Linked DNA regions of Mus musculus: all the other regions are linked to region 7. A link is a contact called in public Hi-C, HiCAR-type, HiChIP or PLAC-seq and promoter capture Hi-C data. All regions are on one chromosome and are shown on one strand. Each heading gives the region's core, a stretch centred on a gene start, on an enhancer-like site or on the middle of the called end of the contact. The rest is flanking DNA. Distances are from core to core; before and after follow the strand shown.

Region 1 (3,921 bases), core at 944-3,443, 1.2 Mb after region 7:
CTAAAATCTGTTATAAACTGAGGGATTACAACCCTCAACCACTTACCAGCATGGACCGCAGGGTGCAAGGTTTTCACGCGTCCCCCTAACATTTCAGGGAACCCTGTTAGCTCAGACACATCTCTGAAAACAGAGTAATAAAACAGTTACTGAATTATCACTTTCCAGGACTCAAAGCATCTCCCACCAAATCTACAAGAGGTTTTTTTTTCAAGTCCAACTTAAGCAAAGCTTTAAAAATTTTCACTGTGTTGGATTTCCTAAATGTTATTCATATACTGCAAAATGTTATATTTCCTAAATGATATGTTTTAGAAAATCAATTAGGTATTAAAGCACTGGCTTTACAATGTCCAGACTCTTAACAACCTTTAATTATGAAATTCAAGGGCAGTGGTGGCACACGTCTTTAATCCCATCACTCAGGAGGCAGGGGCAAGTGGATCTCTGTGAGTTCAAGCCCAGCCTGGTCTACAGATAAAGTTCCAGGACAACATAGGGAAACCATTGCCTGAAAAACCAAAAGCAAACAAACAAAGCAAAGAGATTCTACTGAGAATCATTTATAGTGAATTTAACAACAACAAAAACATTAAAAATATGTTTGGACTGGAAATATGGCTCAGGTGTACAAAGTTTGTCTCCCATGCACCAGGACCCGCATAAACAAACAAAAACACTTACTCTTTAACAGGACATAGTTCTAATTTCTAAAAGATATCCATACTCCAACTCACTCAAGGAGGAAGAGGCAGGAGGATCACAAGTTCAAGGCCAGCCTGGGCAACCTACAGAGACCCTGGCTCTAAGTTTTAAAAGTTTCTGAAGCAAAGCATAAAAAATGAACTAGGGATACAGCTCAGGAGTGGACTGGACATTGGGGTCAGTCTTCCATACCACCAAAAGAATACGAGAAGGCGTAACGGGGCAAGCAAATACTGGGCAGTGGCGTGGAAATATGAATGACCATCTGAGAAACATTTAAACTAGGCGATAGACAATGCAAGAACTCCTCGTACTTCATCGTAAATGCCACAGCAACAATGGCCTACCCATACCAGCTCCACAGTAACTCAACTGCACCTCACAGGAGCCTACTTGTCTGCTGTCCCTGATGCTCCGGACTCCCATAAGTCACAAGAGAATCCACTGAAGACATTTACTAAGTAAAGGCATTCTTGCTGTCTGAAGCTGTCAAATGTACAGGGGTTATGTACTGCTTACACAAACAAGAGTTATGAAGAGGTGAATAATTTACCTCTATAGGGATTCTCCACAAACCAAGAGTTATAATGGCAATGAAAACAGCCAGGGAACTAAGGTCTTTTTCCTTTTCTACCTTCCAGACCTTCAGGGTCATCTCCTGACATCTCTTGTCAAACCCTTCCCACTGTTAGTCAGGAGATGAGTGTGATCGAGCCACTGGTACTTTCTGATGGGTGAGGCTATGAAGAGGGAGATACAGATCTTCAAAGATGTTACAGTCTAACTGTGCAACCAGTCAAAGCCAGGCCATGGAACCTGAACATTCGTGTTTATTCTGCATAACACATGGCCCTCCGAAGTTAATTTGTTTGCAAACAGTGGCTGGGTGCTAGGACTCTAAAACTCAAGGCTCCCTAGTTCTAACCTAACTTCTCCCTGTGTTTTGTCAGTTTTTTGCATGGCTTTCTGGTGAATATGGTCACAACGTTTTTCTCCCTTTAACGCTACCTACTGCCTTACCTGACTGCCAGGCCAGCATCCCTGATCGCTTTTGCCGTGCCTCCGGAAGCGACCAGACTCAAACCAAGAGACGCGAGACTTCTGGCAAATTCCACGAGGCCAGTTTTGTCAGACACACTGAACAGGGCTGAAAGAGAAGGCAGTTCTCATTACTCGCGGCTTCTGGCACCGAGATCTCCCGGGGAGGACTCCTGGGAAGGGGACTCATGCAACTGCAGGCCCAGGGCCCAGCACTGGGGACACCCAGCCTGCAGGCCGGGCCCGGGGCCTCCCCAGCTCGGCCAGCGGCATGAGTGGGTGGCGGGGATGGTGCAGGCAGGACCCCTATGATGCATCGCGAGGGCCTCACCAAGCTGAGACGGAGCCATGCTGCGTTGGGTCGCGGAGTCAAGGGACGGACAGGCCACGTGCGTAGGCAGGCAGGCCGGACCCCGCGGTTCAGGAAGCAGTGGGCAGGGCGTGTCGACCCCACGTGACCCCGAGGTCCCGCCCCTCCTCCAGTGAGCTGCAGCCTAGGGTGGAAGGCGCCGCTGGGCGGGGCGGCTGCTAACTCCGGAGCCTGGGATCTGTAGCCGCGGGCTTCCTCTTTCCGAACCCAGATCTGGGCGTGGGGACTCGCGGTTCGCGCGCATCTGGGGTGCTGCTGCTGAGGTCCCGGGAGGTGGGGCCGCGGCGGCTGGAGCACTGATTGGGGGAAACTAGCGAGAGGACTAAACAGACCCTGTCTGACGATGTCAGAAAGGATTAGAGAAGCCTTCTGCTATGGTCTCCCTTTTACAGGTCTGGGAGACCTACGCATGAAGTCATTGCCTCCACAGTTGAGAGCCCCAAAGAAGTAAAATGACCGTCATTTGAAGTTTTTCATACCACATTATAAAATGGCCTGGAATTTACATCAAGATCACCATGTGTAAAATGCTCTTTTCCTTCAAGCCCAGGTGGCAGGAGTAAAGGTTTCAAGACTTAAGTTATTAAAAATAGGAATAGCAAAATTGAGCTCATCTGCTTCTTTTTAATAAAAGTGACACCTTTGGCACAAAATAAACATATCTTGCTGTATACACAGCCCTATTTTTTTTTTTTTTCCGAGACAGGGTTTCTCTATGTATTCCTGGCTGTCCTGGAACTCACTCTGTAACCAGGCTGGCTTCGAACTCAGAAATCAGCCTGCCTCTGCCTCCCAAGTGCTGGGATTAAAGGCATGTGCCACCACTGCCCGGCTAACAGCCCTATTTTTAACATTAATGTTTAGAATTAATTTTTTGATTATGTTTTCTTTTGTAATGTTCTTTAATACAATTCCAAAAAAGAACTTAAAAATTCTATAAAGGAGCCTAAAATTGTACAATTCTATAGAAAGCTTAGCTTTTTATTTCCAGTCTAGTCTCCCAATCTGTGCAAAGTCCATTTTCCTATTATTTGGATGCTAGTCTGCTTCTTGTCTTTCCTCTCTAATAGTCCAATCTCTTTTTCCTTCTCCAAATATCTATTGATCAAATATCTATCTCATTTTTCTGACCTCAGAACGTGTTAACTCCTTGCTCTGAACACCTCTCATGTTTCTAAGGAAGATATATTAGGATCATGAGAGTGTCTTCAGGATGTGTTCACAACTTTCAATGTACAGAGGTGAACAAGGTTCAGAAAGATCATTGCAAGTTTGGAGCTAGTTTGGTCCACACTTTAAGTCCCATACCTGCCAAAGAAACAGCAAGACCTTGTCTCAAAAATGTTAAACAAACAACAAAAGGTGACAGATATTAGAATAATTAGTTCCACGCATATAAGATTGTAATCAGCCTTTAGTTAGCTACTATAAGAGGGTATGAAATAGTCAAAATTCAGGAAGAACAAGTGAGTGGCTCAGTGGGCAAAGGTGTTTCCAAGAAATATTTCTCTTTATCTTATCTTTAAAATTTTATTTTAAGTATATGGGTGTTTTGCCTGCGTGAAGGTTTGTTTACATGTGTGAGCCTGGTGCTCCTGGACTTCCAGGGGACTTCCCTGGCCAACCACATTAGATTTCTACAGGAACTAGAAAGCAGAGAAAGCAATAAACAATAAAAGGAAATAAACAGCGCTTAGACACTAGACATTTTCCACATTGAAAAAATAATACATAGGCAAATATTTAGCCCTTTCTCCCGGACATAAAGAAGGAAAGCTATGACCTCCTTACCTGCCCAGGAGCTCAAC
Region 2 (3,820 bases), core at 394-2,893, 1.0 Mb before region 7:
GACTAGAATCTGGAGTTTCCAAATTTCAGTCATTTTTTTATCTATCTCTTCATTTGCTTTCTCTGAGAGAACTGAGTAAGTAAACCCAGATAGAAATGGACATTTGGGAAGCCCATGGGGCTAGAAGCTGAACCCAGATTTTGGTTAAATAGGTGTACGTATTTGTGGGTTTTGTTTGTTTTTTTAATCTTTAGAGTTAGAATATTAGAGTCATGGGGACTTGAGGGATTACCTGGTTGGTCATTTCTCTTTGCACTTTTCCCCTGAAAGGCTGCTAAGTGGGGTTGCGGAGAAGGGACATCTACTAATTCAAGTCATATCTTAGACATGTTGCTAAGGAGTGAAGTGATAGCCATATAGACATTTTGTTCTAGAAAATTTTAGAAGGTTCCTTGGAAGCAGTTTTGATTCAGAGGATGGGGGATTATCTTTAATTCAGAGGTGCTCATCATGAAATCGTCCATCTTGTAAGCTAACCTCTATCAATGGAAGAAGTCAAATGGGCTAAAGAATCAGTAGGCAGAAACTATGGAAGACACTACTATGCCAGAATGAGCTCAGAGGATCGAACCAGGAGCCTGTGACATACCAGAATGAAATTCAGTCAATAATCTCTCCATGACTGTCCTTTCTCTGTGGTTGAGGCACAGGAAGTGTGACTCTGCTAGCTCAGGCCAAGAAGTGCCTTTCAGCTCATTGGTCATGGCAGGACTTCCTAAGAGCTCTCCACAGCAACTGCTGGACCAACCTCCAGGGATCTGAGAATTCCTCCCCTCCCCTCCACTTGGCCCTACTTCCTTCTTCTAACTGCCAACCCCAAAGCTGTGTGTCACATTTACTAGTAGAGAGGACAGCCATGAGGAGAGTGAGGCTTTGATGCTTGCCTGAGGGCCCTGCTGAGAGTGTGCTTATGAATGCTCATGTCAGAGAAAGAAGTGGTCTCCTGTTTCCCTTTGATCTCACCAGAGTGAATAAGAGGAAGCAGAGAAGGGGCAGCTGGGAGGCTTTCTTATCTCTTACCTGAATGTCTTACTCTTATCTAGAACTGAGAGTAATAATTGTCACGTTGAAAGAATCTTGAATCACTAGGCCTACCTGTGGGTGATTAGCATCTTGATTGTACTAATTGAAGTAGAAAGACTTACTCACTGTGGGTGGCAACATTCCCTGGCTGGGATCTTGGACTGTGTAAATGGAGACAGGAACCGAGCATCAGACAAGCATTCATACTCTTTGCTTCTTGACTGTAGATGTACCGTGACAGGCGGTTTCAGGCTTCTGACTTCTTGACAGACACTCCCCTTTATCTGTGAATGAGCTCGTCTCCCCTGAGTTGCTTTTGCCATAATGTTTCATCACATAATCATAGAGATGCTAAGACAAAGGCAAAGCATCAGCTGTCACACCTGACTTCAAGTAGTCACCCAGTACAAAATGTGCAGAACTGAGCCCTCTGCTGCTGTGTCTGGGCTTGTCCACAATCGTAGATATTGCTACCCCTGGATTGAGCTGATGTTATTGAGTGATGGACTATTATTACTGCCAGTGAACTTGGAAAACCTAGAGTCTTATGACCTTGCTGTTAGAGGATGAAAATTAGGTCAAGTGTCTCCTACAGGGAGCTGGTAGCAGAGCCTGGGCTGGCCTCCAAGTCTCCTGAGGGTTTCTGTTCTACCACGACATCAGCAAGAAATCCCTTCTGCTACCTGGGCTGTGTAAACAGATCCCCAAATGTCCTAGGAACACAACATCCTAATTTATCTTCCTCTTATACTACCATATAAGGCAACTAAGACCCAGAAATAAAAGGCTCAGAAGGATGAAGTGACTTATTCCATATGCATAGCATTAAAGGCAGGCTTGGGCATCTGGCCCTAACCTCCCCACACTGTTTTGGCAGACAGCTTTCCTTAGAAGCTAGGGCATTGGATTTATACAATGCTAGAAATGCCTATTACTTCCTCAGTACTTTTCCATTTCTCAAAGACTTACAAATACAATCTATTTTATCCTCACTCTGGCCTTGCAGCAAATAAAACTCAGTATCCGTAGCTAAGGGTTTCTGTTTTCATTGACACCATCCACACAGGCTATGAGGACCACTCTGTGTCAGGCATCATTTGTACTTACACATCTGAAGAGCAGAGTGGAAGACCTTTACAGTGACTTTCAAGTATAGTGAAGACAGCACAGGTCATTCACCCACATTCTCTATTATTCATTAAATTCTTTGCAGAGTTTTTAAGCCATATCTCTGTCTGCAGGCTCCTTAGCCTCAGAGCAAGTGGGAGCCCCTACATGGTGGTGTAAATCAGTGGAGCCTCCTGAGGCCCAGAGACAGTCCTTTCTGTTGAATCAGAGGTTTTTGCTATGAGATAATTCTTGGCCCTTTAGAACATACGCTATGACCTCTGCCAGATGCTGGGTTGAGCAGAATGAGTGTCATAGGTGACATCATTGCTAACACCTTGTCACCCAATGTGGCTGGAGAAGGAACATCACAGCAACACATCTGCATTTGCTCATTTACTCTCTCTAGGGACCAAGGGTCTTATGGGAGGGCTTTGGGTAGGGCCAGTATCCACTCCTGACCCTGGTGTGTTGCCTGCACTTAGCTGGAATTCTGTGTTGAATGTGGATACTCAACTCCTTCCTTTGGGCAACTGAACCTACTGTTGGCACTCTCTAGAACTTCATTATTCTTGTCCGCATGAGTTTAAGTATTCTCTGTGCCAAGAATGCACTCAGGACCTCCAGCAAATTTCTGACAGATTCCAGGGAAATAGCTTCCTGCCCATCCCTGGCCCATGTTTACCCACCTCCCTCACATTTATAGCCTAAAAACACCCTACTGTTGCCAAAATCCTACAGATGAGTAAAAGTCTCTCTCCATTCTCCAGGTCCCCTCTCTACTACTCAGATGGATAGATAGCAACTTGCAAGGGACAAAGTAGCATGAGGGACAGCCCAACCTGGCTGGAGCTCTCAGGCTGCCTAGATCTATCCATCTTCCCTTAAGGGCACTTGTTTTTGTTTCCACATGGAAACCATCCCCTCCACCCCCATCCCCAGCAGTTCATTTGTTCTTTCTTGCTGTAAGGAAGGCAGACCTGAAATTCCTGAAGTGAAGATGCCAATTCCAGGAAGACATAGAGGTTAAAGGGTTACATAGGTCATAAAACCAACAATGAACAGGGTTGGTCCTGCTAGTGAACTCCCACCCAGGGACATTTGCTCTTCAGTCTCTTCTCTCATATCTCTATGTAGTCTCTCTGGTCCCATACCTTCAAAATATAAGATGTCTTTGTTTTACACATTGCATTCTGTCCTGTCCTGAGTCCCTTGTTTCTGAGCAGTATTGATGTACTAGCCCATCTTAGACTCAATGAGGTAAGGAACACACTCATATGCAGAGGCAGACAGACAGACAGACAGACAGACAGACAGACAGACAGACAGACACACACACACACACACACACACACACACACCTAACACAAGAAATAAATAACAAAGAGAGGGACAAGGAGAAGGGTCCATGAATGGAGAGACACAGAGAATGGATAACAAAGATCAAAGGAGAGGTAGTACTGATGAGACACAAAAAAGAGGAGACATTGAGTTAGGAAGACCAGATCCCATTCTTAACCTTACTGCTTACTGGCTGAGCTACCTAAGAGAATCATGTAACCTCTTCATGTCCCATGTTTCCATCTGTAAGACAGACATTGTTTATTTAAAAAATAATTGTGTGTTATTTTTCAGGTACCTGAAAATTCATTAATAAAGGATTCAGTTTCAGAAAGCTCTGCCTTTGTGT
Region 3 (3,646 bases), core at 44-2,543, 1.2 Mb before region 7:
AGACATAATTGTCTCTTTAGAATGTCTTCATTTCTGCAGGGCCAGTTACACTGACAAGATGGAGACAGTAAGCTCTGATCTACTTCTTATAAAGACACAAATGGTATCATGGGGTCCACCCCCCACCATCTCATTAAACCTAATTACCCTTCAAAGCCCCACCTCCTAATACTATCCTATCGGCGTTAGAGTTTCAGTGTATGACCCTTGGATAGACAAAAGCATACAGACCATAATAGTCTCCCTTTCCTTCTTCTCTTCCTACCCCCCCTCCCTCTTCTCTCTCTGACTCCTGTTTTTGTTGTTGCTCTATCTCCTGTATGTCCCACTTCTATCTCTTTGGGAGATACTGGGATCACCATTCCTAGTATATTGCTTATTTGCTATGTTAATCATGAGATTCGTTGAAGCAAAACCAATCTCACCATTTTGGGGCAAGCTTAAAAGCAAGCTTTATTAAATATTAAATACTGACCAAGATAAGGGCTTTGGTCAGGACCATTCCTGAAATTTCTCAGCAGAGAGTGGCCTTGAGCCCTGGGTTATGTTGAAGGGGTTTATAAGGACAAACCTATAGGTCATGGTACTTTCCCATGAGGCTTTGTTATTTTCCAAGAACTACAGTTCCCAGCATTCTAGGAAGTTACCTGTTGTCCTGAGCAGATAGGGCTTACAGGTTAAATTTGGGCATTACATTCCCCCTGGTGTTGCCTCTCAAGTCTTTGATCCTATGATGGGTACTTGTTTATATTTTAGATCTACTAACCATTAGAGTTACTATCTAGAAGGAGCCTGGACATGGATGGGAAACCAGTCATTTATTTTATCTCAGGTCCCTTTTTGCAATGTTTCTTGAGTACAGCCAAATTATAGTCCTGAATGATTTGTATAGAAATATTTTTAAAGGCACATAATACTTTTTATTTTGCATAAAGCAGGTTAAGTATCCTATCATATTGTAGAACTATTTTAGTTAATAAATCTACGAGTTGACAAATCTGGGCCCATTTTTCTGATGTGTCAGTCAGCTTATAGGTAGCCATTTTGTCCTCTATGCCACAGAGTTTCTCTTTGACTTAGCATTTTCAGCCTGTTAGGTGGGGTAACAGACAACATATTTTCTTCCGTAACTACTTCCAGCTGACATTAGGGTGTTGTTGCCAGGGCCCCAGAAGACTGAGAGGCTAGTGAAAGGCTGGACAATGGGGCATTTGTCAGAAGCACTGGATTGGCTGATCCAGCTGAAGGCACAAGGAGCAATCATGTTGGCTGGACTGGTTTACATAATTTTCAGCAAGTCCAGAGCTCTGCAGTTTGCATCCCTGGATGAAGTCTGTCAGCCAAGTGAAAATCTGTTGAGACAAATATAGACTCGGGACAGAAGGTAAATTTTTGTGTTACCGGGGAGGGGGAGGAATCCCAAGACCAGGGGAAACTCCATTCTTAGGGACAGACAGATACAGAAACTCAGGCTGTACTGTCCGGAGTCCATTTGACTCTGGTAGGTGGATCCAAGTCTTACGACTTCTCTGATTCCCTGAAGCTCATGCGAATTTTCAGTTCATAAAAGGAGATAGATCAGCGTTGCCATTTTATTGAAATTCACATGGTAGGGAAAGCAGTTGATGGGACTCTGTGAAGCAGCAGACTTACGCCTTTGAGTCTTAGTAAGAACTGTAGCATTTTTCTCTGAACATGAAAAAAATTTTTTTCTGTTTAAAGAGCCAGGTGTATAATTGGATAGAGATATTTTAACCCAATAAAAAGCACCTCTAAGTCTATATCTAGAAGATAACCAAAGAAAACTCAAAATCCTGAGCTTGTGACTGAGTAGTAAAACAGCTGGTACTTCATCAAATCCTGACACCCCCCCCCCCCAAATTTCAGGGCAATAACAGCATAGAATGGAAAAGGAATCCGAAACCTTTTTTATTTCTATATATCCACAATCATTTTTGAGATCCTTATAACTTATTCAAGTTTTTTTTATTCTCAAATCTTTATATATTTCAGAACGAAATTTTTTCATCTAGTCATTTACCAAAGACATAAGTACTCGTTATTGAAAGCAGTCATTGTAAAGCAGGCTTCTTTAGCAGAAACCATCTGAAACCTGTTTATTCTTTAATATGAAGCTCATGGGCAAGGCGAACCTGTTTGTCTTCTTTTAAGAAGAGACCTAGTAGCTTTAACTAGTGAACTGGTTAATGAACGGGGCAGGTGAGGCTTACAGGTTAATTTGGGGCATTCCACCTGTATCCCCAACTCCTCTGTAATCTCCAATGCAGCATCAGTTAGTTCCCTGGCTCTTTGCACAGATACCCTGCTCGCTGTGCATGGCTAGTACATTGCTAAAGAGCATTCACTGTTAATCGTAAACGAAAGATTTACAGTCTCCAGATTTTTATTTGCTAAGTTTAAAGGACCACTCAGCTTCATGTCCCATCATCCCTCAGTCCCAGGCTTCAAGTGACGGCTCAGTCTCAGTTTCCCCTCTGGCCAGCAGGGAGTGCTTTCCTTTCCCACAACAGGTGTCGATATCTAGAAAGCTCCGCCGCTGTCACCTTCCTGTTGCTCCATCGCTATCTCAGAGTGCTAGCGAGCAACACCAAACCTCTGCTTCTTTCTTTCGCTTCTTCTAGGATCCCGGAGGCCCTCACCCACACCATGGAATCCCAGTCCCCCAACAGCTTCCGTGATGGGGCTTCTTTTAGGAAAACCAAACTCTTCTGGAGGCCAAGACCTGAAGGCCTGCACAGGGCGCCCAAGCCCACCAGGGGGTAGTGTCTACCCGTGCGGAGAGGCCCTGAGAGGCCCAAGCAGAGGAAGGCAGAGGCCAGATCTTGTTAGGCAGTGCAGACGTGCACAAGAGAACGTGCTGGCCTCAGACCAGGCCTGGAGCGTGCAGTACCCTGCGTATGCCTAGGTGTGGCCTCAGGTGCCAGACACTCAGCTGGTCGCTCTGACTTCCGGACCTCTGTCTGAAAATTTCCCTGGCAGTCTGCAATCCTTTGTCCACGGAGGCGGGAAGCTTAGCAGTTTGTCTTCTTTATAGCCTGCATCTTTAGAGGTGTTAAGGTCCCCTAGCCATTGATGGGAGGTGCGGAGCAGACTGGGAAGGGGAGGAGTGGGGGATGGGGCCTCATTTGCCTTCTGCTGCTTAAAGAGATGCTTTGATTTCTAAACGTTTGCAGTTTGTGAAAGCCTTATTTGAAAAGACTCTTAGCTTAGGCAAGCTGCCAGTATTCTACTATCCTTGAGGTTCTTCACTCATGATCAGGGGTCTGGGTGAGACTTCCTAGCCAGCTGTCCCTCACGGGAAGGGACATGTTTCAGGGCCAGGCCTTACAAAGTATTAGTTGCATGCACTCTCTCAGCTTTGTGGAGGTTTGCCTTTTTCCTGTGACTTTGCCTTTTTTTTTCTTTATTAGATATTTTCTTTATTTACATTTCAAATATTATCCCCTTTCCTGGTTTTCCTTCTGAAAATTCCCTATCCCCTGCTCCCCAACCCACCCACTCCCATTCTTGGCCCTGGCATTCCCTATACTGGGGCATAGACCCTTCACTGGACCTAGGGCCTCTCCTCCCATTGATGACCGACTAGTCCATCCTCTGCTACATATGCAGCTAGAGCCACAAGTCC
Region 4 (3,662 bases), core at 1,051-3,550, 1.0 Mb before region 7:
AAGGAGAATAGGGGAAGGTATATGGAAGATTTTGGAGGGTGGAAAGGAAAGGGGGAAATGTAATTATATTATAATCTTTAAAAAAAAACCAGTTTGGGGGCTGGTGAGATGGTTCAGCGGGTAAGAGCACTGACTGCTCTTCCGAAGGTCCTGAATTCAAATCCCAGCAACCACATGGTGGTTCACAACCACCTGTAATGAGATCTGACACCTTCTACTGGTGGGTCTGAAGACAGCTACAGTGTACTTAATTATAATAATAAATAAATCTTAAAAAAAAAACAGTTTGGTGAGGGCTGGGGAGCTGATGCTGTAGTCCCAAGTCTGAATGTTGCTTGCTTCAGAATCCCCTTTGTTGGTGGGTGGGAGGCAAATCTTTTCACTTAGTTGGCTTTCCTGTTGACTCAATGAGACCCATCAATATGATAAGAGCAATCTGTGCTACTCAGTGTCTACTCACATGTTTCTGAAAACACCCTCACAGAACACACCCAGAACAGTATTTGAACATACATTGGGGCACCAAGGCTGCCAAGCTGGCACATAAAATCAACTGTCATATGTGTTGAATGACTTATTTTGGAAAATGATCCTAAGGAGGAACTTAGAAAAAGGAACAGAAAACTAGCAAGGTGGGGGCCCCAACAAAGAGTACTGCAAAATGGCCATGGGCTAGTGAGTGGCCTAGATTTGTGCTTTACAAAGACAGGGAGTCTTTTACCAGGTGGACGTTCATCATCTGGGTTGTGTACCCGAGAGTCTACTTCACCGCCTCTCAAACTTTCTAATGCTGAGACCCTTTGAAACAGTTCCTCAGGCTGTGATGACCCTAACCATATGATTATTTCATGACTACTTCATACCTATAATTTTGCTACTGCTATGAATTATAATGTAAATACCTGGTATGCTGGATATAGGAAATGCAACCCCAAAGAGGGTCATGACCCACGGGCTGAGACCCTCTGGTCTACTAGACTTTTTAGGCACACCAACCATCCCAACCAGAGGAGCCCTGTGCAGGGATGGGGCTAGCAGTTAACATTCAGGCAGAAAGTTAAACCAGAAAGCATTTGGTCCAAGCTGGTGGGAGCCGCACAGAACCGGCAGGTGAAGTCATGACAGATATGAGAAATACTAGTAAAAGACCTGAGAAAATACTTGAGAGGTGACAGACATCTTCTCAACAGCTTCCTTTCCTTAAAATTCCTGCTTAGGGAACTGGGATGACATCTCTCCAGCCCCTAAGCCTTAGAGCCACCTTCCCTCCTGCATCAAATCCAAGTAAGGACAGTTGACTCCATTTTTTCTTTCTTTAATATGCCACATGAAGAAATATCTCCTGTATTGCCACTACTTCACACCCAACCCTTACAGACTCTTATTTGGGTTCTAAAGCTTGCTTTTGGACTGGTCTCTGTGCCTTTAGCCTCGTGTACTTCCTAGTACAACCGGCCTATAGTGCACATCTGACTATGCAGTGGGCCTTGCTTGAAATCCACCCACAGCACTGAAGTGCATTCTTCTAGCTCCTCCCACCAGCACATAGCCCCTCCCACCAGCACATAACCCCTCCCACCAGCACATAGCCCCTCCCACCAGCACATAGTCCCATTATCTTTTGCAACATCCCTACTGAGATGCTTTGCTCCTCTTGGGAAAGTCAATGTGCTCTTTCAATCTTTGATGCCTTTGGTCATTCTACACCCTATGCTTGGAATGTCTTCCCTTTTCTCTGTCTCCATCACCATCCTAACTTTACCAGGTTGAACATCTACTCTTTTAAGACTGTTTGTGGGTCACTGTTTCCTCTGATGTTCTTTTGAGCCTTCCAGATGAAGGGTCATCTGTACTATCTTTACTAGACTTCCCACATCTTTCGGTCTGTGTTGTAGTGAACTTTACTCACAGCCAACCTGCCTTCCTCAATTTGATCCTCCACAGCAAGATGCCTATCCTGGTCAAGTCTTTGTCATGGCTCAGCCCGACACAAAGCCGGTGCTCAATAAAAGGGTTGCAGAGAAGGTTGAGAGGGGCTGTGGAGGACCCCCTACCTTAGACCCTGCAGGAATCTAGGAAAGGGTCACATTTCATTACATCTGTATTGTGTTAAGGACACACCTGGCTCTCAATGAAGTATTTCAGGCAGGGGTCCAGGTCCTGCTCTGAAGCCCCCTTCCACTTGCAGACGGAAGCTTCTGACTCAGGCAGAAGTTGAGTTCTTGAGGTCTAGCCAGGGAGGTTAAGTGCTAGCCTGTCTCCTACCTCTAGGCTCTGAGAATTTGTTCCCTAATCTCTGCTTACAGAGCTGGAGTCTGTGTGAAAGAGGCCTTTGTTTGCTATGGGGATGGCTTGGGGTTAATCTCCCCTTGGATGCATTTTAATTCACTTTAATGACCCTGCCTCCTGTCAGGCTTTTCTTCTGGGGTTGGGGAGTTGCTGAAGAGATTAGAAAGAGTGAACCTGAGTCCTGAATCTAACCTTCTTCTGAGGGTGGGTGCTGGTACAAGGAAAAAGAGTTTTCTGCATAAATATATTAGGAAGCTGGGGGTGGGGTGGATAGAGGGGAGAGCAGGGAAATGCTGTTCCTAATTGTGTGCAGGTACTGCCAAGTTGCTTATACTTACCTGGTACCAACCCCACTCACCAGCCTGCTGCAGCCCTCTCTCTCCCGTGGGAGCCAGCCAGCCAAGGCAGACAACACAGAATGATGTCATCCTCAGGACATCCTCAGTCCTTTCTCTTCTCTCTCTCTCTCTCTCTCTCTCTCTCTCTCTCTCTCTCTCTCTCTCTCCTCCCCCTCCCTCCCTCCTTTTCTTCTAGCTTTGTATAAACACAGCTGTTTGTGAGGAATGCTGGCTTGGGAAAACATAAACCGTCTGCATTAATGACCTTTCTTCCCCGCCTTCCACTGAACGTGGGAGACTGGAATGCTCAGGCTCTGCAGACCCTTTGTCCTTGTCTGCAAGGCCAGGCTGTTCAGCTTTCTGCCCAGGCTTGAGGTTTCCAGATACAGTGACCGTGCAAAGTATGTTGGGCCAGACAAGCCTACTGACATTCTAGCTGCAGGTGACACCTCAGGCCATCTAGGGAAGATTCCCAAGGGACACAGAGATAGTAGGCGAGTTACAGGGTAGAGGCTGGAGGTGCTCAGTAGATGCAGATATTCCTTGCATGACTGGTGCAGCCTACATTGCCACCAGCTTCTGGGAGAGGGAGTAGAGGGTTTTGTGTACTCCTCCATGGCAGTTGCAGAAGGGGGTTAAGGTCACCTCCATTGCCACCACCCCCCTTGCCAACATAGTGTGTATATAGTCACTATTTGAGACCAAAATGTCTCCATTCTCTTGAGGAGATGTATCATGGGCAGCTAACAGGAAGAAGGGAGCTGAACTGGTGTCATTTGGCTTCTTTTGGGATCCAGTGATTGTGACCATTTGTAGATATGACCTCTCTGGGTTTGGAGGTAAGGATATTTTTTGATACCTTCTACCAAATAGTGTCTTGACTGAGCATATGCTTGCTTTGGCTCCCTTCTGGGTCTACTGATATTCTGATGGTACACACTCTCATGCAAGGTTTGTGACCACAGCTGTGGAGAAATAACAAGGACTCTTCAGGTCTCCCTTGCTGAGGGTAGGCAGCCTGCCCTGGTGCCCCAC
Region 5 (4,079 bases), core at 1,421-3,920, 1.2 Mb before region 7:
CCCTCCCTCCCTCCCTCCCTCCCTCCCTCCCTCCCTCCCTCCCTCCCTCCCTCCTATCTTCCCAGGCCCTGCCTTCTCTACATCTTGTACTTGCAGTAATGAACATAGCAGCAACATCCTTCCTGCTCAGCTGACCTGACTGGTTTGGGTCATATGGAGCAGAGTCTGTGTGGGAGTCCTTAAGTAGGGCAAGGACAGGGTATAGATCCTTGAGGGGAGTGAGTAATGTCCATGGGGGGGAGGATAGAGGAAGCCGGGTGCTGTGGAGATTCACAGATGACTTCAGAGCCGTTTTGAGGTAAGTCAACATACTCTCCCAATTTAATACGTGTTTAGTGAGCACCTACTATGTGCCAGCACTGATTCTGTCATCAAGAAGCATTGGTGGTTTGTTCCTGCTGTGCCACATCGGTTCTATCAGAAAGGTCTGTTTCCGACACAATACAGCATTGTCGTCTACACAGTTCATACTTGAGAACCGTGTGGTCGAATGCAACAACAAAAACCAAGATGGCAGAAACCTGACAGTGGCCGATTGGGCACACCTGGATGGCACACAGTTAGACACGGCAGTACCACAGGCACCACGGAGTTTGCAAGTGGGTCAGGCAGGTCTGGGGAGAGCAGGGGTGGCCTGTCCCACAGTGGGAGTCCAGCCTTCTGGGTGAGCAGTGCGGAGGGTTGCAGCTGGCCCCATGCATCCCCCTGGTCGCAGCCTTTGTGCTGGAACTGGACATTCATCTGAAGGCCAGGCAGGACAGTGGTTAAAGGCACAGCTTGTGGTGTTTCCAGTGTGGCCTCCATTCCTACTAGCTGCCAGGCCTTCCTGTGTGCTTCTGCTTTCATACTTCAGTGTAGGGTACAGTACTTATAAAGGGTGGCTGTTGCAATGGAGTGATTTTACTTGTAAAACCATAACTGGGGCCTAGGGAGATGGCTCAGTGGGAAAGAGCACTCGCTAGGCAAGCTTGAGGACCCGAGTTCAAATCCCTAGGCCCCGCATAAAAAGCTGGGCATGGCTGTGTGGGCATGTAACTCCAGCATTGAGAGGGTCCTGAGAGCTTACTAACCAGACAGCCTAGCCAAAGTAGTGTTTTGTTTTTTTCCAGTGAGACACTGTGTATTGAAGGACTAAGGGGAGAGCCATAAAGGGAGAAACCTTATACACATCTCTGGCTTCCTCATGTGCTCATGGGGGAACACACTGGGGCACACATGCTATGCATCGTACACACACACCTACCTTACACCTCATCATAGTAATTTACAAAGTGAAAAACTGTAACTATTACCTACGCTCGGTATTTCTTTATTTGACCTCCTTTTCTCTCTCCTCGCTAGACTCTTAAGTCCCTGAGGGCACAGAGTGGTTTACCTTAAGCCCTAGGGCAGTGCCTGCCAGGTGGGGCACCCTCTCCTGGTGCACAGGGAATGGCTTAAGTCTGGAAACCTCATGGAGGCACTGTGGGAAGGAGAAGATGGAAACACAGACATGTGTACAGAAAAGCTGGGCACAGATGGGCTGCACAGGCTATGAGAGATGACCAGAGCAGCTACTGTAACAACTGGGAACTTCAGCATGTTTATTATGTATACTGGAGCGGGGCGGGGGGAGCACATGTTAGCTGTTGGCTAGTCTTGGTAGGAGGTTTCTGTGGGTGAGCAATCTCAGACCATAAAGGTTAGAAGTGTTTACAAACCATAGACCAGTGTGTGTGTGTGTGTGTGTGTGTGTGTGTGTGTGTGTGTGTGTCTGTGTGTCTGTGTGGTATGTATGTGTGTTTATGTGTATGTATGTGTGTGTGTCTGTATGTGTATGTGTTACTAGTAGAGGGTCTTGAGCATGACAAGCAAAACATTTTAAAAAGGCAGAGTGTGGGAAGGAGAACCCAGGAATGTGGATGTATGCGTACGGAGCACCCTAGAGGAGGGGCAGCAGCAGTGCTAAGGTTGCAGGTGGAGAGAGAGACTTTGGGGTGTGGGGCACTGCAGTTAGGAATGAGGGTCCAGGCTGGAGTGGAAACTGAGGCATAACCAGACACTATTTGGAGGGTGGCCTCCTTTCACAATGGTTTCCCTGAGCATCTGTGGGAAGGAGGGCAGGGGTGGGGATGCCTTTGAGACACAGTCGCTGTCACTGGAATAGATCTTTCTTATTGCGGTGACATCAGCAGGTGCCAGGAGGGACAGACAGGCTGTGTTTCCTAGTGCCAGGCTGCTGAGGCTAGGAACAGCAGAGCTCTGTTGCCACGGAGATAAGGGAATGAAGAGCAGGTAGGGCCTTGTAACTGTGAGGGCGATGTAATTCCAGGTGGCCTCAGAGTTCTGTGTGTGCTTGGTGGTGACACTGCCACCTGACCGCCCTTCCTCTTCTCCAGTTCCTCCTTGCCTCTCCTAACCCAGAATCCTAGACTGGATCTGGGAGGTGGTAGCTGGGCCAGGTAAGAAGATACTAGAGATGGGGTGCTGTTTTTAAAAATTAATGAATGAATGAATTGATTAATTAATCAATTCATTCATTCTTTTTTTAATCTCCATGGAGGCTTGCAACCTGTAAGAATGGCTGGCAAACTCCCACTTCCGTCCCTCCCGGCCCCAGCCCAGTCTCCGCATGCCAGCACCTCCATTTTTCATTTCCTGTCTGCTTCTCCCACGCTAGTCTCTGGGTCTGGATCCATGTTTCTCGTTCATGCGGGTCTCCCAGGCAACCTTCCTTAGTGCCCACTGGAAGAAGCATCAGTAGACCAAGCTAGCTACAGTTGCTGAGGGGGGGGAGTGGAAACCGCAGGACCGTCTCTTTCCAAGGATCTTCTGGAATGAGAAAGGATGGCTTTCAGAATGCGGAGAACATCTGGAATGATCAGACAGGGCTCAGTCTGAAGTCCTTTTCTCGTCTAGGCCCTCAAGTCCACGTTGGTTAACATTTTATAGCGTTTTCATGATCCCAAGGCGCCCTCCAGTGGCCAAATAGGAAGTTGCGGCTCTTCCAAGAGGAAGTAAAAGTGGGCAGTTGCTGAGCCAGCTTCACACCGCCCCCGCACCCCCCCCCCCCACTCAATTCCCAATTCCAACTTCAGCCTTCATGCTGGAGTCCACTGAGGTGGCAGGAGCCAGTGAGGAGCCCTGGATAGGCAGTCAATGACTGGGGGCTACTTATGGCCTCTTTACCATGAGTCTCTGGGTTGGCATCTCTGGTACTTCCTAGCCCAGCATTGCCTATAATATAAACTCACTTCCTGGATAGGCAAGGTCTGTCTGTCCATCCTCCTGCAGCCAGCCTACAGTTGGCCCTCTATGATTGAAGCTTTGGCTGGTCCACAGATCAGGGCAAGTAATTCTAGAAGGGCCATGAGGAGGTTGGGAGGGCTGGTTACCATCTCCAGGATGCACTTGGAGAATCCAGGCCTGGGATTGAGCTGCATAAGAAAACTTGACCTCGGTAGCAGCAGCTGGAAAAAAAACCCAAGACGGTACTGAGAAGCCAGCATCCTGCATCACCAGGCTCCGGAGGGTCTGTCGATGCTCTGGGTTCAAAAAGTGCACGAGTCGACAGGATGCTCAGGGAAGGAGAAGCTAAGGAGGCAGCTTGTGCAAGCTCAAGCTGATATCCACCAACCACCCAGTGGTGGCTTACTATCTAGTCACAGCAGGTTACCCTCCTTTAGAAACGCAGAGTGACTCTTTCACCTAGACTGAAAGGAACCAGTTTTCAGAGCTGCAGTGGCGTGGGAAGGGGGACAGTGCCCCCTTGTGGCAATATCTTGGTACTTCAACTCAGAAGAAGCCAGAAGATGAGATCTACTTCTGTCAGGCTCATTTGTGCACAGCATCTAGGAGCAGAGGGTAGGGCTCCCAGAGACACTGCCTTGTGACTCACTACAATAAGCGTGATTTCCTCTAGAGAGTCTTAGGGTCCAAGACAACTAATGAGAGCAGCAAAGGTCACATGCAGGTTCCTGGCATGATGCAACCCTGTGCCAGCATCCCAGGATGTGAGATGAACAGGGCATGGCCTGTGCCCTCCACCATCAATGCAGGAGTCAGAGAAGAACAACAGTGCCCTTGTCACACTGGGCATG
Region 6 (3,860 bases), core at 988-3,487, 1.4 Mb before region 7:
TTGAGGGTGTCATGGCCCCTGCAGAGTTGAAGTTGAAGTTGGTGTTCAGAGGTCCTGGAAGCTATGACAACAGTCCTAGGCAGAAGTGACCAGGCTGAGAAGGGTCAGAGGCAGCAGAATTGAAAAGCAGGAGAGAGAGAGAGAGAGAGAGAGAGAGAAAGAGAGTCAGTCTGTGGAGAGAATTAGGAGGCAAAAGTCACGGGATCTGGCAACGAGCTGCTGAGAGGGTGGGGGAGGGCAGGGAGGGGCTGAGGGTGACTCAGAGTTTTCCACCAGGGTGACCAAGAACATGGGCAGGCCCTTAATTGGGGGCCCAAGAGGGAGGCAACTCTGTGTTGTCCGTGAAGGTGAGGTTTGGAGGAAGAAGCCTGAGAGCAGGCACTAAGACTCCCCGACTAAGGGCTAGGGGACCTTGGTGGCCGGGTCACAGGGAGAGGGTAAAGCCTATCTCAGCTTTTGGCCATCCCATCTCCCAGGCTGCCCAGCTCTCTGGCTAGAAGACTTCTGTCTTTTCTGGCCACCCAGAGCTGTTTAGCCTCAGAGGAGGGCAGAACTGGGGGTTTTCTCACAGTGGGTGGACCTCTTTAGCACACAGCCCTTTGCCTCTCTGCCCCTCGAGGAAGGGAGTTGTCTGCAAGCAGTTCCTCCCAACCAGGACCAAGGCCTGGCTAGAGCCCCTGATGGTCCAGCCAGTTGTGCCACACCCTCTGGCTGGCTGAATGGAGAGAGGGAAGGGCTGAGATGGGCCAAGGCCTTAGGCTTTGAAAGCCCTCTGCTGCTGGGGCTTGAGGGCTGGGGAGCAGGGCTTCCAGCTGGATCCCTTCCCTGCTCCCTTGCTCTGACTCTGGCTTGCAGGGAGGTGGGACAGTGCTGGAGCCACCAGGACACCCCTCCCTTCATTGTGGCCATGTCTCCTGCCTCTGGGCTTGCCTGTTAATCCAGGGAGGGCAGGGCCTGGCTGTGCCCCATGTGGCTGTCTGCCGCCTGTCAGGAAGACAGCAATCGTTGTCCTAACAAGCCACCGTCCTTGGATGGCACTGCATGTTTTATGGGCTTGTGGGCTTTATGGGGCTCACTCTCATCCTCTGCCTGGACCTGGGGAGCAGTCCCAGATGGGCGAGCGGGGCAGGGTGAGCCAGACTTAAACACCAATCTGCTCTTGTAGCAAGCTCTGACTCTGGTCTGTAGGGTTGAGACGTCCTTGGGTATCAGAGGGAGGAGGCTAACCCACCCTAAACCATCTCCACCAACATCCTGTGACATTAGAATCCACGTGTTGAGCCTTTCTATAGCATCCCTGGATACCCTACTTCCTAGTGTGGGAAGCTGAGGCCTGCTTCTCATTGGGGATGATGGAGCTGACTTTTCCTCACACAGATTTTTATAGTCTGTCCTTAGGGGGCTAACGTGTCCTCATATTCTCTGCTCCCCACAGCTGTCAGCACACCCCCTCCCTCCGCAGCTCGAAGCTTCGCCTTGTACTGAGGTCCAGAGAAGGTTGTCAATGCACTCGGCTACACAGCCCCAGTGTATTCCAGGCCTGTTCTTCCATCAGAGCTAGATGAGGGGAAAGTCACCCAGAACTGCTTAGAGGAGGTCAGAGTCCTGGAACCACCCATTAGCCCTCCGGGTCCACTGTGGGCAAGTTTATAGACTCAGGTTTTCCAGGACAGATGGGACAGTGGTATCACAGTCCCAGGCATGAGTCTGGATAGTCTCTTAACAGCCTGGAAGGCGTCACTTGCCCCCTCCTACCCACTAGGCTGTAAGGACTCCAGAGCTCTGGGAAAAGGGACTTTTCCTTAGGCTTTGGGAAAAGGGCTGGACTTGGGGGTATAGGGAGGGGAGTTTTGGAAGGTTATCTAGAATGTCAAATTCTGTTTCTTTAAGTGGGGAGGAAGAAAGAGGCCTGGGACTTCCTGCCTGCCTCCCTCACATCACTCTCCAACTGGACTGCAAGTTCCCTCTCTGTTCCACCTCCCACCCCACACCATGGCTGGGGCCCCTCCCCAGTATGTCTGACAAAATTGACCAGGAAATCTGACAACCAAACTCTGAGATGAGAAAGTGGGAGGAGAGACAGCAGACTGGAAGGGGATGGAGGCCCCTACCCTCACTGAACCCAGGCAGTAGACTGGAATGGTAGACTCCTGGCTGGAGCTGGGGGGTATTTAGGACCGGCTCGGGGAGTGCTGCTGCTCAGTATGACCACCAGGAGGCGCTGCTGACGCCTTCAACCTCTTCTTGCTTTGCTTTTACCTCTGCCCTGGACTTGTCTGTTTGCTCTTGCCTTTCACCTAGTCTGCCTGGCTATCTTTGATTTCAAAACAATCTTAAGCTTCAGAATGGTTGCAAACTCACTCGGCACAAAGATCTTTCCCTCCTGAACTTTGGGGGAGCGAGTTGCTGCCCCCCACTCGACTTTGAATACCTCCTTGACCTCACGAGGACTCCGTTTCAGGGGACACAGAGGCCAACATCAGAGGTTGATGGCATGAAGATGCCACTGCCTTCTAATTCTCAGACACTGTGGTGTCTCACTGGGTGTCCCTGAGACGTCCTTAAGGCCACCACAAACATCTAGTTCAGAATCAGCCACTGCTTTTAGCTGCCGTGTCTGGAGTCGCCTCCTGTCTGGGAATCTCTGTCTTCCCGTGACTTTCGTAACCTTGTCACTTGTGAAGGCTCCGGGCCATTTCATTTGTAGACTGTGCCTCAGCTTGTGTCAGCCTGATGTTTCCTCTTGATTGGATTCAGGTTGTGGCTTTTGGCAGGACTGTCAGAGAGTGATACTCTACACTTGGTCAGCCATCCCACGGGTACCACTTCCATTCATCTCGTCCCGGGTGACAGTAACTTACTTTGATCACTTGATTGGCATCTGTCCGGGAAACCTATCTCCCACTTTATTTCTGAGGCAGCTTCAGGTCTGTCTCCGGCTGACCTTGAACTCAGGCTGTTGGGATTACAGCTGTGCCTCCAAACCCCGTTTCATCCTTTGTAACTTATTTGTACAATGTGGGGAGGAGCTTGGAGACTCTATTCTGTTTTTAATCTTCCACCACCTTTTGATTTCTTCGTTTATTATTTGCCTCACAATGAGCTCTTTGAAGCCACGGCTATCATTGTGTCCCGAGCCTCAGCTCTTCCCTGATGTGGCCTTTGGGAGCTCCTGGGTCCTTCTGTCTGTCCCTCTTTGTTTCCTGGTTCCCTCTTAGCTGTGTGCCTCTATTCATGCTTGCTCTCTGTGTACTCATGGCTTGTGCCTTTCTTTTTCTCTTCCCTTATCTTCTCTGTGGCTTGTCTCATTCTCAGACAGCTTCCTCCTCCTCCCTCTGTCTATTTCTTCCTGTCTCTTTGGCTTGCTGCCTCTGATCCAGTCTCTTATTGCCTGCATTTCTCTGTGTTTTGGTAGCACCCAGAACCTCCTCCGTGTTGTCAGATAGGAGCCTGTGTTTGCTTAGTGTGTGGGCCACTCTTCCTCCTCCAAGCCAAGTTGTCTCCTCTGGCCCTGGCTCAGAGCTGGGAGGCTCAGGGACAAGGTGTGTGATGAGATCCCTCTGCACACTGCAGTGTCCACGACCTGGCCTGGGTGTGTGCCCAGAAAGGGCTCCAGCTGAGCCTGTTCCCTGGAGAGTTCCTGTAGAGGAGGGACCTATGTCAGGCAGGGCATGCTTCCTCGAGGAGTCCCCAGGGTGGGAGACTCTGTAGTCTACGTGTGGAATGAGCTGTACAGCGGGTCGTGCCTGTGCAGGGCTTTATGTTCTAGATCAGTGGTTCTCAACCTTCCTAATGCTGCAGCTCTTTAATACAGTTCCTCATGTCTTGGTGACCCCCAACCATAATTTTTTTTTTGCTAC
Region 7 (3,766 bases), core at 27-2,526:
TGTAGCCCTGGCTGTCCTGGAACTCACTTTGTAGACCAGGCTGGGCTCGAACTCAGAAATCCGCCTACCTCTACCTCCCGAGTGCTGGGATTAAAGGCGTGCGCCACCACGCCCGGCTCTGAGCTTTTATCTATAACCATAACTTTGTTTTTGAGACAGGGTTTCACTGTATAGCCCTGACCAAAAACTATTAACTTTTAAACCCAAACTCATGATTTGCTTTAAACTAAAACAAATCCGATATGCACCAGACCTGGAACACGGGCTGTGCAGTCCATAGCCTTTCCTATACCACAGGAGAAAACACTCACTTGTAGGTCCAGGCCCCACCGGCCACTGTTTTCATGCAGGAACCACAGTGCCAGATGCCGACGGCTCGTCTCTTCATCTTGGTCTGTAAGTAGTTAAGATCTTGTTATGAAATATATATAAAAAAAAAATCCCTGAGACTTCCAGAGAGTAAACTATGGAAAAGCCAGCTTATCCATTAGCAGTTAAATTCTAGTAACCCAAGCAGAGTATTATTTACAGGCTAAACAGACCTCTTTGGGGTTGGTACAGATGCGCTGACATCGCTATCAATTTCCCAAGATCGGACTTTTTCCTCTCCAAACCATTCACCCTTAAGTTCCTCACTAGTTGCAAGTAAACAACGAATGCTCCGCAAAAAGCGAGCCCAAACCGCCTTAGCTCGGGAGCAATGGCACCCTCCTCCCTAACCCGAGGCCGACTTGCCTTGCCACAGAAGGAGCAAGTGTACTTGGCGTGCTGGCTGATTTCAATTTTCTTCACCATTTTCCGGAGGGAGGCACCATAGCGGGTCCCGTACTTGCCGACGATGCCGACCTTCTTGGTGCGTTTAGCCTGTTGACAGAGGAAAGGAACGGAGCAGAGACATTGAGCCAGTCGGTGCACGCCAACGCGCCGCTGAGCACAAACTCGGCTGAATCCTGTTTTCCCTCAAGCTCAACCATCAAGGAAGGCGCCCACAGAGCGCCAAAAGGCTCCAGATTGTGCATTAACTACCGCGCTGGGCCAAGCCCCGCCGAGCCGCCTCCGGCCGCGTACGGGGCTCCAGACGCCGGGAGAAGCCCGACAGCAGACAGGACAGGGACAGCACAGACTACCCGAGGTGGGCTGAGAGCGGGACGCCGGAGACTAAGGCAGATGACGATGGATAGCGACTTCCAAAGCGGTTACGAAGACACTCACCATGTCGCCGGAACCCAAGCCCAAGTCCGAAGAGGAAGGGACGCAATGCGCATGCGCGGTTTTAGACCGGCGAGCGGAAGTGACGCGACCTCCTCTCTCGGAAGTGAACTCGGTGTTCTGGCGGTTTATTCGCTGTCTCCACTGAGAAATGCATAGATGCGCAGAAGTGGTTCACGAGCTGGAAGCACATCCTTCTTAGCTTACACATAACCAAAGTTCTGCAGAGCAGATGCGATTTCTTGCGTTCTGCTCGCGAAGAGACGGGTTTTAGGTGGCTTGCCTTTAAGTGTTTAAAGCGCGACGTTTGTGACTGAGGCGCATTGCCTTCCCACTATATTATACTTCGGAAAATCGCCAGGCCGGGTGCTAGATGCTGGCCATAGTAAACGCCTAGGATCCGCTCCCAGGCCGAGTTACAGTTCGGCTGGGAGACAGTCATATTCGTCACGATTAAGAGTTACGAAATGGGCTGGAGAGATGGCTCAGCGATTAAGAGCGCAGACTGCTCTTCTGAAGGTCCTGAGTTCAAATCCCAGCAACCACATGGTGGCTCACAACCATCCATAATGAGATCTGATGCCCTCTTCTGGAGTGTCTGAAGACAGCTGCAGTGTACTTACATATAATAAATAAATAAATCTAAAAAAAAAAAAAAAAAGAGTTACGAAATGTTGCTGATCAGAGTTCTGGGGATAATGTAAGGAATAGAGGCTACTTGAACCCAAGACCCTAAAGTGGTGGTTCTCTTTCTTTCTTTTTTTGGGGGGGAGGGGAGGGAGGTTTGGAGACAGGGTTTCTCTGTGTAGCCCTGGCTGTCCTGGAACTCACTCTGTAGACCAGGCTGGCCTCGAACTCAGAAATCCGCCTGCCTCTGCCTCCCAAGTGCTGGGATTAAAGGCGTGTGCCACCACGCCTGGCTCTGAAATTTTTAAACACTTCTCTCTCCTAAGATTTTCTTAAACTTTAAGATTTCCAGTGGGAAATGATGTTAGTGTTTGATTTTAAAGAAGTCTGTCTTGGGGCTAGAAAGAGGGCTCATTGACTCTGCTTTCCACCCACATGGTGGCTCAAAAGTGCGTGTAACTCTACTTTTAGGAGACTCCTTGTGACCTCACGTGGTCCACAGATATGTGTACAAGAAAAATATCTATACATAGAAAATAAATAAATATTCGGAAAGATTTGTCTTTTTTTTTTTTTTAAAAAAAGAACTGATTCTCTTTGTAATGTGAAAGTTTGTGAAACTCTTAATTCTTAAGTATTTTTGTACATTATTTATTTAATTTTTCCTCTATTTGTTTTGTTTTCCTCTTGGAACATGTAATTTGGGGCTAGCATTTATGAGTCTACCATAATTTGAGATTGTGTTTATTTATTTATGTGTTTATTTGTATTGGGATTGAACCTAGGGCTTCATACATACTACCCAAGTTACTATAATTGAACTGTATACCCAGCCTTTTCTTATTTTTTATTCTGATACAAGGTCTCATTAAGTTGTCCAACTTTGAACTCCCTTTACAATTCAGGTAGTCCTTTATCTTGCCATGCCAGCTTTTTGAGTAGCTAAATACAGGCCCAGGATGGTTACATTGCTCTTTTTAGTGACTTTTAGTCTTTTTGACTCTAATTCATTGTAAGAAAGACATCTTACACAGCGACCCACTTCATACAAATCTAGTAAAATCAAGAATCCCATAAAACAGTATATGCCATTATGTGTGTTATACTCCAGTTTCTAGCATATTGTAGCATATTCTCTCTTTGCTAGCTTATTAAAAACATGCCAGTTGCTATATACTTCATAAATGGTTCTCAGCCATGGAGATCTTGTTTACCCTCTCCTTCCCAGGACACAGCAATATCTGCAGACATTTGATAAGGGTGGCGTTATCCTCTAGTGAGGAAGAGGACAATGATTTATGCATAGACAACTACACACACACATACATACACACATGTACTCAGACATCACACCTGGTCTGTGCCAAGACTGAAAAACCCTACACTGTATTATTTTTGTTTTTTAACTTGTAAAAACAAACAAACAAAAAAAGGTTTCTACAGAGTATAGTTAAGGGGTTCAAGACAGCCTAAGGGAGTTACTGGATTTAACTTGCTTTTTTATTTTTTTTTAAAAACTTCTTGGATATTTTCAAGATTATAATATAATTAAATCATTTTCCCTTTCCTTTCTTCCCTCCATACCCTTCCCTATACTCCAATTTACTCTTGTTCAAACTAATAGCATTATAACAATTTATTGCTTATTGTATTCATTTATCTCTCTCTATATATATATTCCTAAGTGTAACCTACTGATCATATATTATCTTATTTGTATGCATGTCTTTAGAGCTAACCATTTGTGGTGTGCTCTTCTCTGGGGAAGACTATCTGTCTGTTTATTCAGATATCTTGGTTGCCTTCAGTTTTGTGTGTGTGTGTGTGGGGGGGTGTTGGGTGTTGTATCTATTGGTGTTGTATTTGTTTATTTTGGTAGTCCTGTTTGTGAGAGTTTATGGGTGAATCTTGTGGCATTGCTAGGAGAAAA

Evidence for each region. Promoter capture Hi-C pulls out the DNA fragments that hold promoters and counts their contacts. Hi-C and Micro-C count contacts between places; a contact is called where the count stands out from the background. HiCAR-type assays count read pairs that join an accessible place to other places. HiChIP or PLAC-seq counts read pairs in DNA pulled down with a chosen protein or histone mark.
Region 1: a contact with region 7 is called in a Hi-C map of B cells, with 10 read pairs. The contact joins the promoter of Atic here to the promoter of Rpl37a in region 7. A contact is called at or near these places in 2 of 39 promoter capture datasets (liver and pre-B cells), 1 of 15 datasets of contacts at CTCF or cohesin (large pre-B cells), 5 of 484 Hi-C or Micro-C datasets (B cells, CD4 T cells and CD8 T cells) and 1 of 115 datasets of contacts at active chromatin or transcription factors (large pre-B cells).
Region 2: a contact with region 7 is called in a Hi-C map of cerebellum, with 3 times the contacts expected there. The contact joins the enhancer-like site here to the promoter of Rpl37a in region 7. A contact is called at or near these places in 3 of 39 promoter capture datasets (hippocampal neurons and liver), 1 of 484 Hi-C or Micro-C datasets (cerebellum), 2 of 115 datasets of contacts at active chromatin or transcription factors (embryonic stem cells and extraembryonic endoderm stem cells) and 1 of 9 other capture datasets (embryonic stem cells).
Region 3: an H3K27ac HiChIP or PLAC-seq map of extraembryonic endoderm stem cells shows a contact between it and region 7, with 28 times the contacts expected there. The contact joins the promoter of 6030407O03Rik here to the promoter of Rpl37a in region 7. A contact is called at or near these places in 9 of 39 promoter capture datasets (the 3T3-L1 cell line, 3T3-L1-derived adipocytes, cranial neural crest and 6 more), 2 of 15 datasets of contacts at CTCF or cohesin (embryonic stem cells and stem cell-derived epiblast-like cells), 16 of 484 Hi-C or Micro-C datasets (Th1 cells, cardiomyocytes, differentiating embryonic stem cells and 9 more), 19 of 115 datasets of contacts at active chromatin or transcription factors (astrocytes, embryonic forebrain, embryonic stem cells and 7 more) and 2 of 9 other capture datasets (embryonic stem cells and liver).
Region 4: a contact with region 7 is called in a HiCAR-type map of astrocytes, with 6 times the contacts expected there. The contact joins the enhancer-like site here to the promoter of Rpl37a in region 7. A contact is called at or near these places in 6 of 39 promoter capture datasets (the C10 cell line, cranial neural crest, hippocampal neurons and 3 more), 1 of 484 Hi-C or Micro-C datasets (cardiomyocytes), 7 of 115 datasets of contacts at active chromatin or transcription factors (astrocytes, epiblast stem cells, extraembryonic endoderm stem cells and 3 more) and 1 of 9 other capture datasets (embryonic stem cells).
Region 5: a promoter capture Hi-C map of hippocampal neurons shows a contact between it and region 7, with 4 times the contacts expected there. The contact joins the enhancer-like site here to the promoter of Rpl37a in region 7. A contact is called at or near these places in 4 of 39 promoter capture datasets (embryonic stem cells, hippocampal neurons, liver and 1 more) and 1 of 115 datasets of contacts at active chromatin or transcription factors (astrocytes).
Region 6: a promoter capture Hi-C map of liver shows a contact between it and region 7, with 4 times the contacts expected there. The contact joins the enhancer-like site here to the promoter of Rpl37a in region 7. A contact is called at or near these places in 9 of 39 promoter capture datasets (the 3T3-L1 cell line, 3T3-L1-derived adipocytes, embryonic stem cells and 5 more), 1 of 484 Hi-C or Micro-C datasets (B cells), 7 of 115 datasets of contacts at active chromatin or transcription factors (embryonic stem cells, extraembryonic endoderm stem cells, forebrain and 3 more) and 1 of 9 other capture datasets (embryonic stem cells).

Annotation. Positions count from the first base shown.
Region 1 is chr1:71,555,428-71,559,348 of GRCm38.p6, reverse strand. It overlaps Atic (5-aminoimidazole-4-carboxamide ribonucleotide formyltransferase/IMP cyclohydrolase), which reads right to left and starts at 2,193. Exons shown (of 16, transcript NM_026195.3): 1 at 2,075-2,193; 2 at 1,726-1,852; 3 at 47-123. The coding sequence starts at 2,093.
Region 2 is chr1:73,722,609-73,726,428 of GRCm38.p6, reverse strand. The region is part of intron 6 of 6030407O03Rik (RIKEN cDNA 6030407O03 gene); the gene reads left to right. Among named protein-coding and RNA genes, the nearest start is that of Gm29183, 100 kb to the left of the region's middle. Within about 2 kb of position 1,643, at least 21 of the 459 cell types and tissues checked have an H3K27ac peak or open chromatin away from gene starts, as enhancers often do. A contact at or near this core is called in cerebellum, where this site is marked.
Region 3 is chr1:73,862,113-73,865,758 of GRCm38.p6, reverse strand. 6030407O03Rik (RIKEN cDNA 6030407O03 gene) reads left to right here and starts at 1,293. Exons shown (of 9, transcript NR_045311.1): 1 at 1,293-1,384; 2 at 2,643-3,100.
Region 4 is chr1:73,743,404-73,747,065 of GRCm38.p6, reverse strand. The region is part of intron 6 of 6030407O03Rik (RIKEN cDNA 6030407O03 gene); the gene reads left to right. Among named protein-coding and RNA genes, the nearest start is that of Gm29183, 82 kb to the left of the region's middle. Within about 2 kb of position 2,300, at least 77 of the 459 cell types and tissues checked have an H3K27ac peak or open chromatin away from gene starts, as enhancers often do. A contact at or near this core is called in astrocytes, epiblast stem cells and stem cell-derived neural progenitor cells, where this site is marked.
Region 5 is chr1:73,901,397-73,905,475 of GRCm38.p6, reverse strand. No RefSeq gene overlaps it. Among named protein-coding and RNA genes, the nearest start is that of 6030407O03Rik, 39 kb to the right of the region's middle. Within about 2 kb of position 2,670, at least 44 of the 459 cell types and tissues checked have an H3K27ac peak or open chromatin away from gene starts, as enhancers often do. A contact at or near this core is called in hippocampal neurons, where this site is marked.
Region 6 is chr1:74,081,393-74,085,252 of GRCm38.p6, reverse strand. The region is part of intron 1 of Tns1 (tensin 1); the gene reads left to right. Among named protein-coding and RNA genes, the nearest start is that of Gm31637, 12 kb to the left of the region's middle. Within about 2 kb of position 2,237, at least 98 of the 459 cell types and tissues checked have an H3K27ac peak or open chromatin away from gene starts, as enhancers often do. A contact at or near this core is called in 3T3-L1-derived adipocytes, embryonic stem cells, liver and 2 more, where this site is marked.
Region 7 is chr1:72,708,770-72,712,535 of GRCm38.p6, reverse strand. Rpl37a (ribosomal protein L37a) reads right to left here and starts at 1,276. Exons shown (of 4, transcript NM_009084.4): 1 at 1,213-1,276; 2 at 736-864; 3 at 312-394. The coding sequence starts at 1,215.